Regions from separate parts of the Mus musculus genome. Here region 1 is linked to region 2. The links are chromatin contacts, called in public promoter capture Hi-C maps. All regions are on one chromosome and are shown on one strand. The core of a region is the stretch at or near the end of the contact, and the rest is flanking DNA. Distances in the headings are between cores, read along the strand shown.

Evidence for each region. Capture Hi-C pulls out chosen DNA fragments and counts their contacts.
Region 1: a contact with region 2 is called in a promoter capture Hi-C map of adipose tissue. The contact joins two enhancer-like sites. A contact is called at or near these places in 1 of 484 Hi-C or Micro-C datasets (muscle stem cells), 19 of 115 datasets of contacts at active chromatin or transcription factors (the HPC-7 cell line, Th17 cells, acute myeloid leukemia and 11 more) and 3 of 9 other capture datasets (adipose tissue, liver and pancreatic islet).

The regions. Positions count from the first base shown.
Region 1 is chr14:60,726,073-60,728,944 of GRCm38.p6, reverse strand. The region is part of intron 4 of Spata13 (spermatogenesis associated 13); the gene reads right to left. Among named protein-coding and RNA genes, the nearest start is that of Gm34997, 41 kb to the left of the region's middle. Within about 2 kb of position 1,599, at least 64 of the 459 cell types and tissues checked have an H3K27ac peak or open chromatin away from gene starts, as enhancers often do. A contact at or near this core is called in adipose tissue and heart atrium, where this site is marked.
Region 2 is chr14:60,527,859-60,530,732 of GRCm38.p6, reverse strand. It overlaps a transcript of Spata13 not described here. Among named protein-coding and RNA genes, the nearest start is that of Gm41166, 94 kb to the left of the region's middle. Within about 2 kb of position 1,567, at least 79 of the 459 cell types and tissues checked have an H3K27ac peak or open chromatin away from gene starts, as enhancers often do. A contact at or near this core is called in adipose tissue and heart atrium, where this site is marked.

The sequences.
Region 1 (2,872 bases), core at 350-2,849, 200 kb before region 2:
CATGGAGCTACAGAGTTTGGTATTTGTTTTGCTGGATTTCAGTCTTGCTATGGTCTATTCTTTGCCCTCGATGTCCCCATTCCTCCCTTTTGGAATGGTAATATATATTTTGTGGCATTCATTATATGTTGAAGTATGTAATTTCCTTTTTGATCTTAGTAGAGGGTGTATTTATGAGATGGCTTCAGTCTCAGAGGAGACTTTGGACTTTTAAAAAGCTCTGAGATTGTGAAAGACAGTGAGAGACCTTGAAGTTGGATTGAAAGCACATTGCATTATATGATTATAGGGGTGAGGGAGTGGAACATAGTGGTTAAAATAAGAAATGTCTCCCAGGGGCTCAGGCATTTAAATACCAGCCCAAATTCATTCAAAATAAATAAATGAAAGTAAAATTGTAAGCCAGCATCTGCCGGCTTAAAGTAGCTCTCACCTATCATTCCAGCACAAGAGAAATCTGAGGCAGGGGGACTGCCTCCAGTTACAGATGAAGGATACACTTGACTTCTTTATCTTCTTTTCAGTGTCTCTCCAGTTACTTAAAACCCTATGCCTATGTGATCTGGATTAAGTGCCAGCAAGCTCTACTCCAGACTTCTTCAGTGGAACAGCTGAGCTAGGCAGAAGTCCCTAAGCACACACACTCAGGCCTCCCGTTCCTTCTCTGTAAGATCAATCCAGTCATGGGGACCATGACTGTGTGTGTGTGTGTGTCCTTCCTAGGGTGTTTAATCTTCTCTGTTCTTTAAAAGTCACTTTCCGAAACTTGGAAATCAAACACACGGTCTTCTGAGATGGTTCTCCTTTTCGATTCGACTTTACAGTGACTGGAACAAACACTAGACATAAAACAGAGACTGTTTGAAGTGCTAGAAGATGGGAAGCTATGGATGAGTTTGCTGCAAAGGGTTAAATTCCGGGCTGGACACAGCAGCGCATGTTTATAACCCCAGCACTGGGGAGGCTGATGCAGGAGTGAGGGTTCAGGCCGGCCTGGGTTACATAAAAAAGCAAGACCCTGTACCTTATAAAAATAATAAAAAGTTAAAATCTTTATCATGTTTTTCTGAGACAGAGAGAGAACACTCTGTTCCTTTTTAAAACCCTTGATTATGGGCAACGATAAGCCACGAAATACCAGCTAGGAGTGGCTACTAGAGCCCACAGAATCTCAGCCTAGAGGCAGCAGGCTTCAGGCAGTTATGGCCTGTTCCTAATCCTCTCTTTGAAAGGAAGCAGCACAATTTCTGGATTCCTAGGACTCTGTGGAATCCACACTATCTCCCAACTGGGGACAGCATTCTACTATCCAGTCTTAGCAGCCAGCAAAGCACTAACAGCAAGGATGTGCCTGCAGATAAGCAATCGGATTCATCCTCTTTTACAAGTTAAGTACAGCCAATACCACACATAATCCCTTGGTATGCAGTATAAGGCCGGCAGGGAAAGGGATGATGGGCTAGGACACGTGACCTCTACACCTGACAAAGCTGGGGTCACCCGCAGCCTTAACCAACTGTCCTTACAGCCTAGTTACTGCCACCCTCTTCAGATGCTTAAGCAACTCAGATCAGATTTCCTATTTCCTCCCCCTCCCACACCCGACACACCCACCTGACTCTGTAGTCTGGGCTAGCTTTGAATTTGTGGCAGTTCTGTCATGGTGTTCTAATGTCTGGGATTATAGGTGTAAACCACCCTGTCTGGCTAGGACTGTCCAGGAAAATTTTTGAAAAAGCAGCATAAAGGGAGTGCAGGAGCAGGCTGTGCCAAGAGAGGCAGGCTGTAACTCCAGCAGGGTGGGTATGGAGGGGCACGCTGTAACCCTAGGGCTTAGGAGTTGGAGACAGGAGGGCAACTTCAGGGCCATCCTGGGGTCATACATAGTGAGACTGCCTCAAGACAGCAAATGAGGCTGGCAAGACGGCTGGCTCACTGGGTAAAGTCACCTACCACAGGGCCTGGCCTCCTGATTTGATCTCTGGAAGCCATATGAGACCCAGGATCCCACACATTCTGCCCTTACCTCCAGGTGTATGCTCACAACATACAAATACTTTAAAAAACAACAAAGAAAGAAATAAAAGCACGCACGCCTTGAATAATAATGATATTACAGATCAAGCCAAAAGGATTTCCCGGAGCCATGCTAGGCAACCATTTTTCAGCCCAGGCTGGTCTCAAACTCATAATCTCTGGCATACTAAGACAGTCAGTCATGCATCCCAATGCCTTGCCAACAGCTATGACTTGGAGGAGTCACAAAGGTGTTTCATACTTACCTGAATCTGCCCACACATGTGAGACCCACACCACAAGCACTGGACACAGCCTTTCTCTTTTGCCCTTCGTTCTAATAAAATGCCAAATGGAGTCTCGGGATAATAAAATTTTAGGTGATTCATGGCCAATTATGTGGTTACTCAGGTTTTGGGTCACAAGAATCAAAGGAAAAGATTCAGTGAAGATTTCCCCTAATAACCTGAGTATACGTATTTTAAATTAGCTCCAGCTATATCTGAGTGTCGTACCCAGAGCTCTAAGCCACTCTGTAGAGAGGGCAGCTTGTCCAGAATGGGCCACTGGCAGGTGTGGTCGAATAAGCTGCTGAAAGGCTCACTGCTCACGCCCCTGTGGGATGTTCCTAGGTCATCACCATAGTTACTCACACTGTGCCAGGCCAGGTTTCTGGCTCTGAGTCAGAGATTAAGTCAGTTCTCTTTACGGATGGTTTAAGACTCTGAGATAAGTAACTTGGCCCTGGCCAGGAGGACTCAGTGGAAGAGGGGGATCCTATGTTGGCTTTTTGAGACAACAGTCTGTTCACCAGAAAATCGTTCCAACAGAGGTTAGGTCAGAATGATGCTAGATC
Region 2 (2,874 bases), core at 318-2,817:
GGGGGAGCCTGCAGACCCAGGCTTTGTCTCCGGTTCCTCCATTTGGTGCTGCATTAATAGCAGAAGTCTGAGCGACCGACCCCAGAGGCCCACGGTGGATGGGTGAGTAGAGAAAGCTGATCTCAGCCTGAGGCCAACCGACTCCTCCCTGCCATGAAGAACAGGAAGGCTGAGAAAGAGCACAGTGGGAAAGATAGGTGGGCGGAGCTGCCAGTGGGCCAGAGTGGAGGACAGAAAAACAAACCTCATACAGAGGGCCTATGAGTCCCCAAGCCTGCATACCTCTGTCTCAACTGTCCCCCCAGGACCCCCACTGTGTCCTCCAGGTCCCAGGAGAATCTTCCACCCCAGCTCTTGATGTCTTTAATGTCAGCTCAGATATCTTTAATTTCTGCCAGTCTTTCCTCCCCTTCCCCCAAACCGCCCACCCCCATCAAGTCTCTCATATGACCTCATCTGGGGAGTTTTCTGGGCTCCACTCTCATTGGGCTGTCAATGAGGAACATTCTCTAGACAACCGCACTGTCCTGGGCCAGTGAGGAGTCTAGCAGAATTGTAACAAAGCCATTTTCTTCTCCCAACCCTCACACTGGGAATTCCCTCACACTGGGAATATGACCTCATCCCTGAATCCAGATTATGCATGTGTGCACTCAAGTGCCTTGCCCCTCTCCCCCCGCCCCCGCCCCCATGCCATCGTGGCTGTCACTCCAGAACCCCTAAACATGAGGTAAGAGGGAAGCATCCTTAGGCAGAGACCCTAGAGGTGCAGGTAGTGAGGCTGAGGTGGCGTGGCTGGAACAGCTGCCCTCTGCTGGCTGCCTGCCCCCCCTCACAACACTCCCCCCCCCCCCATGGGAAACTTCTTTGTTAGTTTCACATCTTCTTGGCAGGTCAAGCAGACTCTGCACACACACACACCCCACTTCCCCCCCCCCCCCCCCCGTGAAGAAAAATAGATACAGGTGTCTGAAGTCTCAGGAGGGCTCCCCCAGCAGCTTTCTTGAGAATCCATAGCTTTGTCCACACAGTAGGGAAAGGCTGGAGATGAGACTGATGGGGGTCTACAACCTGGCTTAGCTCACAACACATACTCAGGTAAGGATGTCCTAGAGATAAAAAAACAACACACACACATACACACACACAACGGTAACACAGTCTTTGTGCTTTAGCACAAAAGACAGAAAACAGCACATTTTGGAGAATAAGGTAGGCGTTTTGTGATAGGGAAATAGTTCAAACTTGCCCCCGTCTTAGTACCTGAGTGTTGTGTAATGACTGCAGCTGTCTATAAGGCAGTGTCCCATGACACACTGGCTGCCATTGCCCATACTGTGCCAGAGCTCTGCCTCTGAGCTGAAAGCAAGCCTCAGAAGACATTCAGAAAGTTCACCGATAACCCTTTTTGCATTCAAACTCCTGGCTGGGACACAGGTCAGAAAATGACTTCATCTTTTCTGGATTCTTGCCCAAGGCTGAGCCCTGGCAGCTGCCACCTTGTGCCCTGGTGCTGTTCTGGCTGGACACCAGCTGGGCTCTTTTCTTCTGTCTTGGCTGCTGGCTTCACTCAGGGACAGCGGCCCCTGAATGATCATTGCTGGGTCTGAGCCATCCTCTGAGCCTACACGGCAGAAGGCACCAATGATGCACCTCTTTTGGTTTGTTTTATTTTGGCATTGGCTCTTTTAGAATGAGGTTTTTTTGTTGTTGTTTAATTTTTTGTTTGTTTTACTTTTTCTTTTCTTTTCTTTCTTTTTTTTTTTTTGAGACAGGGTTTCTCTGTGTAGCCCTGGCTGTCCTGGAACTCACTTTGTAGACCAGGCTGGCCTCGAACTCAGAAATCTGCCTGCCTCTGCCTCCCGAGTGCTGGTATTAAAGGCATGCGCCACCATACCCGGCTCTTTTTCTTTTCTTTTTTTCTTTTCTTTCCTTTTTCTTTTTCTTTTTCTTTGTGGAGATCTGGCCAAGCAGCGCTTCTGAGGAAGTGACTTATCAGCATTATCAGATTTCAAGGACCCAGAGTCATGTGAGCTGGAGGACTTCTGTTTTCTGTGACAACCATGGACCACCTATTGCTTAGTCCCATTTTACTCCCTTAATTCAGACAGTTCCTGGGACGCACATGGGCAATGTCAATCCTTGAATTTCTTCTGGTGGTCTGGGAATGTCTGCAAACGAGGTCACATGATTTGTCCCTGCCTGGCTTTGTAGAACCTCCTGAAGGTACCATATGCTGGCTACACAGTAAAGGGACTCCAAAGTATTTACACATGTGGGGGGAGCCCTCCATAACAAACAGGTTCTCTACCCTCCCTGTAACGGTGTGTAATATTCCAAACTTGGCAAATATACAGTACAGTTGGCTCCCCGTGGATTCTGCGTCTTTGAATTCAACCAATCACACACTGCAGATATATATATATATATATATATATATATATATATATATATATATTTTTAATTCTCTTTGTACTGTGTGGCGGTTTGAATATGTGTGGCCCAGGGAGTTGCTCTCTTAGGGGGCGTGGCTTTATTGGAGGAGTTGTGGCCTTGTTGGAGGAAGTGTGTCACTGTGGGGGTGGACTTTGAAACTCTGCCCAGTGTGGAAGAGCCAGTCTTCTCTTGTTTGCCTTTGGAACAAGATATAGAACTCTCAGCTCCTTTAGTGCCGTGTCTTCCTGCATGCATGCTGCCATGCTTCCTGCTATGATGATAATGGACGGAACCTCTGAGCCTGTAAGCCAGACCCAGTTAAATGTTGTCCTTTATAAGAGCTGCCTTGGTCATGGTGTCTCTTCACAGCAATGAAACCCTAACTAAGACATACTGAAACATTTCCACCAACTCCTGTCATTATTCTTGACCAAAAGA